5 separate regions of the Mus musculus genome follow, and regions 1, 2, 3 and 4 are each linked to region 5. A link is a contact called in public HiChIP or PLAC-seq, capture Hi-C and promoter capture Hi-C data. All regions are on one chromosome and are shown on one strand. Each heading gives the region's core, a stretch centred on a gene start, on an enhancer-like site or on the middle of the called end of the contact. The rest is flanking DNA. Distances are from core to core; before and after follow the strand shown.

Region 1 (2,700 bases), core at 78-2,577, 510 kb before region 5:
TGTTATTATTGGCTTATTTTGAAACAAGACCTTACGATGCAGCCCAGGCTGGCCTCAAGCTCTAAAGTCTCCCGTGTGCTGGGACTACGAGCCAGGCCCAGTTGCTGAGACTCAGGCTTAGATCATCCACTTTTGCACTCCATCTCAGAGGGCCAAAGGCTGGCGCAGTCCTGTTGATGACACATGAGAAGACAGGAAGCTTCTGGGCAAGGTCTGCTAGTCTCCATAAGAGATCAGGGCTGGAGAGGTGGCGCACTGGGAAAGCACTGGCTTGGCATGTGCAAGGCCCTGGCTTTGATCCCTAGCATCTCCAAAAAACAAACAAAAGATAAAAGAGATAAGAGTGTCCATCTGGACTCCCCCTTGGCATTATGGTTTCTAGTAGGCAGAGTCAAAGTAACCGAACCCCCAAACCTCCCCCTAAGAGCCCCCAAGCTAGAGTCCCAGAACAGAGAAAAGATCCACCTTGTGCTTGTTACCAATGAAGAACCACGGGTGAGCAAGCCTCACCTCTGCCCCTCTTTAGCTCTGTGTGTAGGGACAGTCCAGACCCACTTGTTACCAACGCTGTCAAGCGCATTCAACAGTCAGTGCATATGTACACAGGTGTGCCTTTGTGCTACTTCAGTCTCCACCTGCTACCTGAGTGCAGGGCCCTCGCCCTTCTACCTTGCCCTGACCAAGACAGATGTCCCTGTTGAACTTCAAGTGCACCTGCTTATTTGATGATCTGTCTTTCCCACGGTCTCTGCCCTTTGTTGGCAAAGCCAGGGTGCCCTGCTCACCTTGGTTTCCTGGTGCCTCAGCAGGATCTCGTGCTAGTAAAGCACTTAATAAATATTTGCTGAGTGGATAAATACTGAACACATGAACGAAGGTTTTGCCTCTTTACAATCCTTGCCCCTGGGCTGCCCAGCAGAGTGGGACTGGTAAACACCCATCATCCAGGCTCTGCTGGCAGCCAGAGGGCCACAGGATTAGGACACAGCATTCAGGACACCTGGCTGCTTCAGCCCTTCTCATGACCCCGGCAGCTGAGAGCAACCCACTCGCAAGCGCTCGGAGGTGACCTACAATTGGGCGAGGATGAGCAGTGACTGAGGTGGATCTAAGGATGAATGTCAAATGGAAAACCTGTGTTCAGAGATGCTAAGTAATGTGGGGGAACAGACCGATCAGTCTCCCTGTGCCTTCTGCTGGTCTTGGAGACCCTGTTTGACTTTCCACACAACAGCCACCAAGAGGGATCTGCTGGGGGTGGGGAGGATCCAGGGGTGTCACAATAGGAGTGACTAAGCAATGTGCCAGGGCTTCCTGTCCAGCAAGCCAGATGGCTTCAGAGTTGCCCTGGGTCTGCTGAGCCCTCAGCCACAGGCTTCAGGCAGCACACAGCCCTAGGGCACAAGACTGACAGCTGACTTCCTCCCTTTCTTTCTGCACTGTTGCCTCTAACACTATGCTGGGGGACAGCACAGGCTGCACTTGAGCAGAACTCTTGGCATCAGTTTCTTCCCAGGAAAAAGAGTTCCAAAGCCCAGTACTTGATTTATTCCTTTTTGAGATAAGGTCTCACTTAGATTGAGATGGAACTCACTATGCAGCCATGAAAGCTCTCCTTAGGGGCTGAACTGGAGGCAGGAGTGACCGTGCCCAGCCTGGGCGACCTTTATAAAATGTAACACTAATGAGCTCATGGCATCTTTACCATGCTCACATTGGCCCTGAAGCCACTGTCCCTGTTGTTCACTCAGCCTGGGAAGTTTCCCTCCTGGTGTGCAGAGCCACCTTGACACATCTTTCAGCCCTCTGTCCTTTTCTCAGAGGAGCCTTCCCTTCTAGGCTGACACCTCTAGCAGGAGCCCCGGAGGCTGCCCACTGTAATGCTTGTTTGGTGAGCTGAACAATGCAAGTTTCACATGGACGCAGGCAGTGTCTGCTTTGCTCTCTACTACAGCTAGAGTTCTAAATTAACCCAGGGCAATAAGCACTAGGCAAGTATTTGGTGACGTAATGAATAGGTCATGAATGGACTTTTCCATGCTGAGAGAGTAGGAAGGAGCTAAGTTACAAAGAAAGAAAGCCTTAAAACAGAATTTTTTCATCTTTGGAAAAAACTTACATGGCTTAATTTTCTTGTTTTGTCACAACCTGCAGCACTGTCCAGTTCTCCACCCACAGAGTCGACAGGCCACATATCAAAGGATAAGAGGGACAAGGGACAGATTTGGCCCTCTGGCCTTTACCACAAGGAGATATCACTAAGAGTTGCCCCCACACAGCTGGACCTAGAGAACATTGTTAAGAACCTGCTCTTGTAGGCTGGCAGTAGTGTACAGGGACAGGCTTCAGGGGGCCCCTGCAGTGCTGAAGAGATGGCTCAGCAGTTAAGCACACTTGCTGCTCTTGCTGAGGACCCAGGTTTGGTTCACAGCACCCACATGGCAGCTCACAACTGTCTGTAACTCCAGTCCTAGGCACTTGTCTGGGTGCATCTATGGGCACATCCATGTAGGGAAAGCAGCCATACAAAGAAAATAGAAAGAAATTAGAAAAGAGAGTGGTGGCATTCTCCAGGAGGAAGACACACTGCTTGTCCTGTCAAGGGCCTTCTTCCCCTATCTGCCTCCACAACTAGACGGCAGGGCCCATGTCCTGCCACGCTTACCTCCTGCCCTTGTGCACTCGGCTCAGGTCCACCGA
Region 2 (2,700 bases), core at 164-2,663, 590 kb before region 5:
CAAGAAGAGCTTTGGGGATGGGTGCTTCTCAGGGGCTCTTACGACTCCAACTATAGGTCTGAATAGATAGCAACTGGCCAGAAGCCTGGAACAGACATTCAGATGGGAGCCAGGGTTTGTCTGGCTTCTCTACAGGTTTCACATGCCTATGAGAAACCCAGAGCCCTAGACAAGTCCTAAAGGTTCAGGCCTGCCTTGGCCCAGGGTGGCTGGGGGTGTTGTCTCTCACTGAGCCCCTCTCTCCCGGCGCCAAGACAGGGCTATGATTAATCAGCGACAAAAGCAGAAACAAGCAGAAAAATGTAATCAGCCAGGGAAGGGCATGGCCAGGCTGTGGCAATCAGCTTTCCTGCTGGGGCCTTTGGCTGATTGGACCCAAGGGGGCAGGGAGATAGTTCAGATGAGGGTTCCAGGAATGAGACTGAGGCCAGCTGAGGCCCACCCAGGCCAGGGGCTCACCAGATCCCATAATTGTACACGGAGACACACACATCTGTGCTCGGATACGCATAGCACTCCCAGCCCAAGGGCCTTCGCACCTGCCCACACCTGCTTCCGGGCTTCTGCCCTTCGCTGCCAGCTCACAGCTCACATGTAGGTGGCCGTGCACAGTTCAAACACTCTCATCTGCAAGTGGGTTTGAAAACGTATCTTCACAGTGTCCTGAACGAAAGATGAAGAGAAACGCATGCACATGCTGCCCCCCCCTCCAGACACCTACCCCCACCCCCATAGAACACATGCTAAGGACCGGAGGAAGGTCTAACCTGCAGCCATGTGACCAACAGGCTCTGGGTCGTCTGCCTCCTCCTCATGGCCCCTGGGGACATGAGACAGACCTTGGCTCCTGCTCTGCAAACTGAGAGGCAAGGGCTCAGGAAGGAGCCAGGACAACAGCCCTTTGTGGGATCAAGTCAACTGCTGGTGTCAGCCACAGGCCAGCGGAGTCTCCTGCAGATCTGTGCTTGGCCTCTGCCTGCTGGCCCTGCCTGGTGACCTTGGCCAATGTCCTTTTCTAAGCCTCAGTTTCCCCACCTTGGAGCCTCTCCTGGCACCAACTTGAGGATTACTGGTCCTGAGGACCCTCGCGCCTGGAGCAACCTCACCTTTCTGGGTCTCTAGTCGTTAGTTCTCAGCTCTCCGCTCTCGCTGGGGGAGGGTTAGTGGAGGCAGGTGGGATAGGGGGTACAAGGAACGGCTCCACCCCTGGTCCACACCACCCGGGTCCTGCTGGCTGCTAACGTGGGGTGCGGGAGACAGCAATCCGAAGCAGACTGGGGGAAAAGCAGAGTCGGGGAGAACCAGAGAAGGCGCCCGGGAGGGCTTGGGGTGGCCGCTCAGGGGCCGGCAGCGGGAAGGGGCGGGGGCGGGAGGGGCGGGCGGGGGAGGCGGGAGCGCGGCGAGCGCCGCACAGAGCAAGCGAGCGAGCGAGTGAGGAGTGCAGGCGGCGGCGGCGGCGGCGGTGGCGGCGGCGGCGGTGGCGGCGGCGGCGGTGGCGGCAGCGGCGGGAGCCGGAGCGGCGGGTCGGGCAGCCGCACCAGCGAGCGGACGAGCGGGCGGCGAGCAACGCGGAGCGCGCGGAGGGAGCGCAGCGCGCAGCGGTCCGAGCCAAGAGGCCGGAGCGGCGCCGCCCCCGCCATCCCTGCGAGCCCCCGGCCGGGATCCCAACGAAGGAGCCGGCGGCATGGCCCGACAGCCCGGGGCGCAGGGGCGCTAGGTCCCGGACGGGTGCCCATTGCCTCGCCGCCGCCACTGCGCGCCGCACCGCGCGCACCGCCCGCTCCAGCCGCCCCCGGGGCCGCCGGCGGCCCATGAGCCCCGGCCTCAAAGTTTGCGGCGGGCGGGCGGGCGCGGAGCCTCCAAGATGCCGTTCCACCCGGTGACGGCGGCGTTGATGTACCGGGGCATCTACACCGTGCCCAACCTGCTGTCGGAGCAGCGCCCGGTGGATATCCCTGAGGACGAGCTAGAGGGTGAGTGCCCTGCCGGGACCCCTGCCACGAGCCCTCCTACCTGTGCGCCCTGGTGCCGCGCTGGCCCGGGGAGCCCGGGACCCTGCTGCGCGACTCGGATGAGCGGCTACGCGGGAGGCGGGACGGCCGGGTGGCCCCGGGCGCCGCGGTGGGGGTCGCCGCGGCGCAGGAGCAGCCCGGCCCCTGCCCGCGTGGCCCCCAGCGCTGCGGAAACTTGCGGGGCCCCGCAGCGGGGTCACTGGGCCGCGTGGCCGGCGGTGACGGTGCGGCAAGGCGGCGGGGGCTGAAGTGGAGAGTCCGAGCTGTTGCCCCCCGCGCCCGCCACCGGAGCGTCCGCATCCTGATCCCTTCCGCGGCGCCCGCCCGTGGCTCTGCGCTCCTATTGACATTCCGCTCGTGTCGCGTTGAGAATCCAATCTGCTCCGGCAGTGGGAGAAGGGGAGAGAGGGCGACTGCCCCGCTCTTGCTGGGTGCAGGGCTACCCCCATCCCCTTCTGCGGCCCTGCGAGGGACCCCCCACCCGTGCGCTGCCGAGGCAGCTGGGAGGCGTTGGCGACAACAAGTGGCCGGATTGGGAGGCTCGGTCGCGATAGCAAAAGCCTGGAAGGAAAGGCAGAGGCCGGAACCTAAACCTCCCCCCGACCCTAGTCCCCGTGCCTTTCGGGAATAGGGACCGCACGCAGGCAGTTGGCTATTGAAGATCAGAGCAGCAGGCCGAGGCTGGGGT
Region 3 (2,700 bases), core at 20-2,519, 650 kb after region 5:
ACCCTGGCCTTTGGCCCTTGAGACGAAAGTCAGACTAGAAGGGAACAGCTCAGAACTACCCTAAGGGCCCTGTTAGAGGCACCTGCCATCTGGTCCCTACCCCACCCCATGCAGAGGCAGCCCTGCCAGCCACCTGTGGTTCAGCTTCAGGAACCATCTGGCTGATCTTCCCTAACTTGGGAGTATGGATGGTCCTTCTCTATTCCTGATGGGAGGCCGCAGCCCAACAGGAAGTCCAGACCTCCCTATTTCAGGCCTCCCTTACACTTCCTTTTGTTAATTTTTTTTTAAATTAAAAATAAACCAGCTAAGGCCCATGAAGAGTCTGCAAACATAGGAATCACTTAGGAAGACTCCAGGGGAGTCCTTTGGCCGGCAGGTGGTGGTGGTCCAGGGTGGCTGTGGACTGTTGGTATCTCATTTCCCTATCCTCTCCTCCAGCTCCAGCAGAGTACAGTGAGGGGAGGAGCTTAGGTCTTTTCTCCCCACCAGAAGAAAAGAGATTCTGGAATGCCAGGCACTAAGTCTGGGTGGGGGGAGAAATAATGGGGAAAGGTGAGGTTATCCTTAGAGAAGGTGGGTTCTAAGGGGCCAGTTTTCAAAAAATTATAGCCAGAGACCCACGGTAGGGCCAAGCCTGGAGCAGAGGCAAGGGTTCAGAGTGCCAGGCCACAAGGACGAGACTTCTTACTTCCACAGTAGATGCTGTTCATCATGCGGCTGGGAAATAAAAGGAATGATTCCCGGGCCGTGCAGGAGGGAAAGGGGGGGGGGGTGTTTCGGGAATTCTGGTATTCCTGAGGCCGGACTATATTCTTGGGATAAGGGGCAGCAAGGTTGTGGAACTGTCGTACTAAGGTTGGGAAAAGGCGCACTCACCTCCACCCGCCCCCTGGCCAGGCCTCGAAGACGGTTCCAATCCGGTCGGTAGTTGGTGGTGGAGGTGGCTGGAGCCACAAGGGCTGCAAGAAGCAGCAGCAGCGACGGCGGCGACAGTAGGATGCTCATCTGTGCCTGGCAGGAGACGTTCCGCAGGCTGCACCCAAACTCGGCCGCTGCGCCACGTCTGGCCCGCAAGCTGGCCCCGCCCAAGCCAAAAGCTCCGCCCAGCCATAAACCACGCCCCCAGAGCTAGAAACAGCCCCACTGACATCCCACCCAAATCGGGTGGTTGCCTCCCACTAACCCCCATCCCTGTCTCAGCTACTCTCTGGTCCTCCAGACTTCATGTTCCCAGTTCTCACAATCTCCATATTGCATTTGCCCACTAAGTGTGAAACGCTCCCGCAGGATGCCAGGAGACAGCACTACTTCGCGTCACCAGAGGGCGCAGGAGGTTCGCAGATGGACACAAGGATTTCTGGGTCAGAGAGTTAAGATAAGGAAGCAGGAACCTAGGAGATCTCCTTTATACGCTTTTGATGTCTTTGAACGAAATTCCGATCAAAGCTTCAATTCCCCAAAGCACACGTTGTAAGCGAGGACCATTACCTACGCCCCGCTCAAGAAAGCTCAGAGGGTAAAAGCGCTTGTTATGACAGCCTGACTCCTGAGTTTTATCCCTGAAACCTAAAAAAAAGTGAAAGAAAAACAGCAATTCCCACAAGTTGTGCTCTGTCCTCCACAGGCGTCCCCAACCGCTCACCATGGCATGTCCGTGCCTGTACAGGCACACGCGGTGCACACACACATATAATAATAATAATAAATATAAATTCTTACAAAGGAATACTACCTATCCTTTTTTACCTAGAAAAGGCTGGGAGGGTTAATATACACAATGCATCTCATTAGAACAGTATCTGGTCAGAGATGGTACACACCAATCTCCTACTGTCCTTGAACTCAAAGCAATACTCTTCACTCAACCTCCTGAGGGCAGGGTGATTAGGACAGACTCTGGCTGTGTTACCTTCCATTATTAGCTCTTCCCCTTCCTCATCACAACGGCCCCCTCCAGCAATGAACTCCGTTTTGCAGATTAGGAACTGTTTCAGAAATGTAAAATAGGCCAATTCATAGATCTGGATTTGAGCCCCAAACACCTCTGTGGATCATCTCCCTGGACCAAGGAGGAAACAGGTGGCACTCCATGTCCTCATGCCTTCAGCAGACACAGCAAGTACAATCAGTTTTTTGTCACCCTGGATTTAACCAGTCTCAAGTTGGAAATATTAGGAAGTAAAAACTGCCTCTGTACTGAACATGTACAGACTCTTTTCTTGTTGTTATTCCAACCAATAGAGCATTACAACTATTTATAGCATCTGTATTGTATTAGGTGTTATAAATTATCTAGAAATGATAGAAAGTACAAGATCAGGCCACACGGGCTTTAGGAAAATACTAAGCCATTTTATCTATGGATTTGAGCATCCTCATATTTCGAGTTTTGGTATGGAAGTGTGCCCTGGAACCAATCCCTGGCAGACAGCAAGAACACGCTGTGCCCTTTCCCACAGGATTCAGAGAACCTTGTCAACACTGAGCCAACGCTGCTTGTGATCCAAGGTATTTTTACCTTTCTGGGCTTATTCCACCACTTTTAAAATGCGCATTAAAAATGGGGCGGGGAGAACCATCAGCAGATAGTTCCATGACTATAGGCACTTGCTGCCAAGTCTGATGCCCTAAGTTCAAGTCCCAGAACCCATGACAAAAGGAAAGAAGAGACTCCCACAGATTGTCCTCTGACCGTCG
Region 4 (2,700 bases), core at 174-2,673, 540 kb before region 5:
ATACATATGCATAATTTAAAATAACCAAAACCAAATCTATAAACACACAATTTACAGGTCAGGCATGATAGTGCTTGTCTATAATTTTAGCCTTCCAGAGATAGCAGAGACAGGAGGATCACCAGGAGTTAAAAGTCAGGCTGATTTATGTAGCTGGTTCCAGGCAAGCCAGAGCAAGTGTAAAACCTTTTCTCCATACAAACAAACACAAACCATTTAGTCTCTGTAGTCAAATCTTAATTTATCTCTAGATGTTAATTCCTATTTTTGTTTCTTGGTTTGGTTTGGTTTTTCAGGACAGGGTTTCTTTGTGTAGCCCTGGTTGTCCTGGAATTTGTAAACCAGGCTGGTCTTGAACTCTGAGACCCACCTGCATCTGGAGTGCTGAGACTAAAGGCACCCACAACCGAGCCCACCTCTTAATTCTACCTTTCTTGCACACTTCTGCTAGCTTGCTCTGTCTATCCTACCTACCAAAATGCATCTCAAATCTGACCATTATTCTAAACCTCTCTACTCTAAATTACCTACCTCTGCAATTTCTTCTCTTCAGTTTTTGCTCTAGCAAGAAGTCAGAACGATAACATTAAAATGTAAATAGACCTCAAAGCATTCCAGCTTAAACCCATTCAGTGACTCCCTAGTGCAATTAGGAAAAGAATGACTCCTTACCCAGGACGGGATTCAAGGCCAGACTAGAGATGACTTCAGGCCACCTACTCATTAGAGGCCACTCTACACTTTCTCAAGCACCCCAGCAGTGCAGTTGCCTCTAGAAACATTATCCTGTTTACCCTGCTACAATATATTCAGTCCTCCATTAAGCGGCTACTCAGGTTTAAAGAGCAAGCAATCCGTCCAAGCATTTGGGTTTTCTCTTTTACAAAGTATTAGTTTCCAGAAGTGCTGGGCTTCCCCATCGCCCACGCACCACGGCCAGAGCGCTCCAGGAGAGCTGGGAACCTTTCTTTTACTGGGGATCATCTCAAGACCCCGAGGGGATACTCAGAAAAGTACGGTGCCTTTTACAACCAGGTCACCCATCTCCGAAGCCGGGGTTCTTGGCTTTAAAGCCTACGCTCTGGAGAACAGGAAGCAAGTGCAAAGCCACTTTCCCCCCTGAGACGTGGCTTAAGAGTTAGAACTGCAGGACCCGACTTTTGCCACCCCCAAACCTACATCTGGAGTAGGTTCAAAGGACGTTAGGCAGAGAGTCGAGATGCAGCCACAGAAACTCAGGTTCCCTGCCTCTGTATTCACTCCCCATGCCAGAAAAAGCGGATAGCGCGGACTTAGAATGAAATGCCTACTCTTCTGATTGGGAAAAGAGCCTAAAACTTGGACGCGGATGTCTCACCAAAGATACCTGGTTCCGGGCTCCTCCTCTTGAGTCCTCGCGTTGCGCTCTGCTCGCTGGGATTTGTAGTCCTTCCTAAGGTACCGAGAAGGCGGAATACGAAGGCGAGACAGCACTGGGGAAGATGGGTAAGCTAAGGGGCTTTCGGGACTTGTAGTTCAAAATAGCCAAACGCAGGAAATGGTTGAGGAGAAAAACTGAGAAATAAGTCTTATCAAATTTTGGTTGTGTGGAATATGAACATTGTAATAAACTGTTACCCTGTGCACATTATCAGTTTCTTTAATGGTTCAAAATGTCGACTCTGAGATACAGAGAAACTACAATTCCCATAAAGCAGGGCGCGTTGAAACTTTTGGAGCAAGACATTGGGTTCTACGCAAGCGCAGTGGCGCGAGTTCGGCAGTGAGGCAACATGTCGTCGCCGACGATCCCTTCGCGCCTGTACTCCTTGCTGTTCCGCAGAACTTCCACCTTTGCCCTCACCATCGCAGTGGGCGCCCTGTTCTTCGAGCGAGCCTTCGATCAGGGCGCAGACGCGATCTACGAGCACATCAACGAGGGGGTGAGGGCCTGGGCCATCCTGACCTTGGGCCCGCCTGAAGGGTGACTGGGAGGGAGGTAGGACGGAACTCAATCAAGTCTTACCAGGTCTGGGGTGAACTGTGCCCGTTAATACATCTATTTCTCTTGACATGGTGCGAGGCCTAATTGGTATGTCCTGTCACACAGTTCCACATATTCATTTGCGAAAGCTAACTCCTGACTCCTGAGACATCAGAGGACTTACGGGTCTGAACCACTCCATTAAGTCGGTGGTGAGTTGGAACTCCGACCCCTGCCGTCCTTGCTAGTTTCAAGGGCAGATTTCAGCAAGGCAGTCGTTAAAAGTAGGTCTCCTTAGACCATGTGGCTGACCTTTTAAAATTGATGTTTCAGTTCCGAAGGCCGCCCACGTAGGCTCTTTGGATTAAACGTGAAGACTATGAAACCTCAAGCCCTAACTGGCAATACTGGACTTAAAGCACTTAACCGTGGTATTGAATAAAGGTCATAGTGGATCAAAGATCCTGGGATACAGATGAGGTGCTACCGTTCATACTTAATGATACCACTGAAAGATAGCATCCTGGGAAAATGTGGGGATGAATATAAAGTAGGAAATGGCGAGCCCTCTTTGACTTAACTGTCCCACACTCTGTGCATGTTTTATGTCAAAGGTTGTGAGAGTATTGGGGAAGGTATGTTACTGATGGCCAGCATGTTCATCGACTGGTTTCTTTTTCTCGAGACAGGGTTTCTCTGTGTAGCTATTGCTGTCCCGGAGCTAGATGGTAGACAAG
Region 5 (2,700 bases), core at 44-2,543:
TAGAAGATTCCATCCAAGGGTGCAGAAGTATGTGGGATGAGGAGGTTGAGGAATCCTGACCAATGTTCACCTTGCCTGGAAACTAGCTAACATGCTGAACAGCTTGCTCTGGATTCAGCTGAGGCTCTGGGAAAGTCGTCCTTTCACAATGAGAATAATCAACTCTTCTTTTTCTTTCTTCAGGTTAACACAGCATATGCACATCAGCAGCCACAAAGAAGCTACCAGGAATTTCCACAGACTTGTTTTGGAAGCAGAAACTCCTAGTGACTACACAGCTAGGCATGGCTTTCACTGCGATTACTGTTGTGGTATGTCAACCATACCAGTCCTATCTATCACCTACCTCATTGCTCTCCTGTGGTTTTGGAAGAAGTAAGGAGTCTAAGCCAGAGCCTCTAGAACTCCCCATGATGCCCCTGTGCTGCTTTAAAAGACCTTTATACTACAAGTTCCCTCTGTGCAGAAGCAGCTGTTACCTGGCCACAAAACTGGCAGTCTTGTCGACGATGTTCCTGACCTCCGGGGGAGGGTAAATAATGCCGACCACTGGCTTGGAAGGGGTGGGATCCTCCTTTGACGATGCTTCTTCTTCAATTGGCTGTGAAAACAGAGAAAAGGTAGTAAGGGCTTCAAGTCCCCGGCTCGGATTAGGCTATCATAAACGCTCCATGATACTGACAGGAACGTCTGTCCTGTAGACTGCAGACTCTCTTGGGTTAGCATCCGAGGACGCAGTTAAAAACAAAACAGGGCAAGTTTCCTTAGCCATACTGTATTTACGCAGCCATTCCTAATCTAGGGGAAAGAATGATTTGCTTAGCTCTCCTCTTTTTGAATGGAGGCTTCGTGGTTCACATAAGACCCCAGAGGAAGCCGGGGGTGCAGGTCCGCATGCTGGTTTTGAAAAGTCCGGTTCTAGGGATATCTTTTTCGAGACCAGAAGGCAACTCAGCGCGCTGACTCCTGGGACTTGCAGTCCCTCCATGTCCTTCGGGGTGGCCTGAGCTTCCAGCAGCAGTGCCACAGCGCCCGCGCGGAGGGGAGGAACGAGGCCTCCAGCAGGCCTGCAGGCAGGGAGCGCGGGGCACGATACCTGTTTGGACTCAGTGGCTACTGGCGGCGGCGGGGGTACCGCCTGCACGGGTCCGGCCTGCATGACTGCGACGCTCAGGGCTGCCAGTCCACCTCGGTGGCGACAACCGGTGCGACGACAAGATTAAAGATCACCACACGAAGTATCCAACTCAATGACAAGATGGCGGCGACCCAGAGAGAGAAGCCGCGGGAGCACTTCCGGTCCCGCCCTCTCGCCGTTTCGCACTTCCAGCCCCGCCCCGCCTGCTCCGTGGCGCGGTACGCCGTTGCCAAGGCAGCGGCCTGGGCTCCCAACTTAGAGTTGCGAGGCATTCTCGGAGCCTCAGACGCTCTGGAGGAAGTTCTGTGAGCCAGACAGACACAGAGCTGAGGCTGCGACGCCGGAGACAGGTAAGCCATTCCACATCCTCTGACTCTGAACTTCCCTCCTGACTCTGGCCGGTTCCTCGCCCCCTCAGCGCCCCACCCCTCGCCCCTGTTTCTTTCCTGTTTGGCCTGGCATTTTGAAGATGCCATAGAGTCCCACTTACTACACCTTTAGCCCCATTTTTTGGTTCAGCACCACCTCCTCTGCATCCCTCCTTACAGAGTCCAGGACATGGTGCTAACACCTTTAATTCCAGGAGACAAAAAACGAAGCAGATCTGAGTTCAAGGCCAGCCTGGGACAGAGCAAGTTCTAGATGAAGAAAAGCATAATTCAGGCGTAGTGGTACATATCTTTAATCCCAAGAGACAAAGCCATGCAGATCTCTGAGTTCAAAGTCAATTTCCTGAGCAAGTTTCAGGATAGCCAAGCTTAGGCAGTGAGGGAGTTGAAAAACAGAAAGCTGGTAAGATAATAAAGGGGATCAGGTTCCAGCCACAGGAAGCAGAATTTGGCTGTGTGGCTCTGGCTTTAGAGTCTAGAGTAGAAGGGATTGCTGGGACAGTTGATGCTGGTTAGCTGGAGCTAAGAAATTAGTGATTAAGACGAGACCAGCATCACTGAGGTGAAATCTTCTGGGAAGTGTTTTCTGAGAGCACAAAGAAGCTGTGTTCCAGAGATAGCCATGGTTGTTGCTGCAGCTGTACTTGGCAGTGTGTAAGAGTTACCCAGGCAGTATTAGTTTGAAGGCATGAAGGTGTCATGAAGAGCAGCTGAGGCTTGGCACCGTGAGAGGCCAGGGAAGGCCATTGGTGAAGGTGCAGTTACAGTTACAGTTGATGGCCCAGGACTGAAGGGGTCATGCAAAGGAGTTGAGGCTTGCCCCATGAAGAGAGCCTATGAGAGGCTCTTGGTGAAGCCTAGTTGCAGTGGTAGACCCCAGTGTATTGGAGATGCCAGTACGATAAGATGATAACCAGGAACAGCAGCAGCAGTTGGCTGGAGTCAAGCAGAGCCTAGAGTGCTTCAGAGGGCAGAGCTGGAGAAGTGATGCCAGCCCTTTAGAGGATCCCCAAAAGATCATGTGTGGATCCCAGACATTGGAATAAAAGTTAGATTAAGAAGCTGTAAAGTTGAAGTTGCCTTGGAGACCCCAAGATGTTAGAGATGCCAGAGTCATGAGATACCTGCCAAGGAAAACTGCTAGCAGGGAGTGGGACCAGCCCAGGAGAATGA

What was found. Promoter capture Hi-C pulls out the DNA fragments that hold promoters and counts their contacts. HiChIP or PLAC-seq counts read pairs in DNA pulled down with a chosen protein or histone mark. Capture Hi-C pulls out chosen DNA fragments and counts their contacts.
Region 1: a contact with region 5 is called in an H3K4me3 HiChIP or PLAC-seq map of bone marrow-derived macrophages, with 4 times the contacts expected there. The contact joins the enhancer-like site here to the promoter of Sf3a1 in region 5. A contact is called at or near these places in 4 of 115 datasets of contacts at active chromatin or transcription factors (bone marrow-derived macrophages, embryonic stem cells, neural tube and 1 more) and 1 of 9 other capture datasets (embryonic stem cells).
Region 2: a contact with region 5 is called in a capture Hi-C map of embryonic stem cells, with 7 times the contacts expected there. The contact joins the promoter of Cabp7 here to the promoter of Sf3a1 in region 5. A contact is called at or near these places in 2 of 39 promoter capture datasets (hippocampal neurons and liver), 4 of 115 datasets of contacts at active chromatin or transcription factors (embryonic forebrain, embryonic midbrain, embryonic stem cells and 1 more) and 1 of 9 other capture datasets (embryonic stem cells).
Region 3: a promoter capture Hi-C map of stem cell-derived epiblast-like cells shows a contact between it and region 5, with 4 times the contacts expected there. The contact joins the promoter of Selenom here to the promoter of Sf3a1 in region 5. A contact is called at or near these places in 8 of 39 promoter capture datasets (the 3T3-L1 cell line, the C10 cell line, cranial neural crest and 5 more) and 1 of 115 datasets of contacts at active chromatin or transcription factors (pancreatic cancer cells).
Region 4: a promoter capture Hi-C map of embryonic stem cells shows a contact between it and region 5, with 3 times the contacts expected there. The contact joins the promoter of Zmat5 here to the promoter of Sf3a1 in region 5. A contact is called at or near these places in 6 of 39 promoter capture datasets (embryonic stem cells, erythroid cells, hematopoietic stem and progenitor cells and 2 more), 2 of 484 Hi-C or Micro-C datasets (B cells and embryonic stem cells), 10 of 115 datasets of contacts at active chromatin or transcription factors (the NIH/3T3 cell line, the SCID.adh cell line, astrocytes and 4 more) and 3 of 9 other capture datasets (adipose tissue, liver and macrophages).

The regions. Positions count from the first base shown.
Region 1 is chr11:4,673,413-4,676,112 of GRCm38.p6, reverse strand. It overlaps Ascc2 (activating signal cointegrator 1 complex subunit 2), which reads right to left. Exons shown (of 20, transcript NM_029291.2): 15 at 2,666-2,700. Among named protein-coding and RNA genes, the nearest start is that of Gm51883, 26 kb to the left of the region's middle. Within about 2 kb of position 1,327, at least 62 of the 459 cell types and tissues checked have an H3K27ac peak or open chromatin away from gene starts, as enhancers often do. A contact at or near this core is called in bone marrow-derived macrophages, where this site is marked.
Region 2 is chr11:4,745,892-4,748,591 of GRCm38.p6, reverse strand. Cabp7 (calcium binding protein 7) reads left to right here and starts at 1,413. Exons shown (of 5, transcript NM_138948.4): 1 at 1,413-1,973. The coding sequence starts at 1,865. Gm35102 (a long non-coding RNA gene) reads right to left here. Exons shown (of 4, transcript XR_003949631.1): 1 at 2,014-2,700; 2 at 1,107-1,274; 3 at 768-820; 4 at 1-663.
Region 3 is chr11:3,513,253-3,515,952 of GRCm38.p6, reverse strand. Selenom (selenoprotein M) reads right to left here and starts at 1,269. Exons shown (of 5, transcript NM_053267.3): 1 at 880-1,269. The coding sequence starts at 1,008.
Region 4 is chr11:4,703,379-4,706,078 of GRCm38.p6, reverse strand. Zmat5 (zinc finger, matrin type 5) reads right to left here and starts at 1,423. Exons shown (of 6, transcript NM_026015.3): 1 at 1,358-1,423. It overlaps Uqcr10 (ubiquinol-cytochrome c reductase, complex III subunit X), which reads left to right and starts at 1,735. Exons shown (of 2, transcript NM_197979.3): 1 at 1,735-1,922. The coding sequence starts at 1,773.
Region 5 is chr11:4,158,947-4,161,646 of GRCm38.p6, reverse strand. It overlaps Sf3a1 (splicing factor 3a, subunit 1), which reads right to left and starts at 1,293. Exons shown (of 16, transcript NM_026175.5): 1 at 1,097-1,293; 2 at 480-601. The coding sequence starts at 1,159. It overlaps Ccdc157 (coiled-coil domain containing 157), which reads left to right and starts at 1,354. Exons shown (of 12, transcript NM_001164620.1): 1 at 1,354-1,488.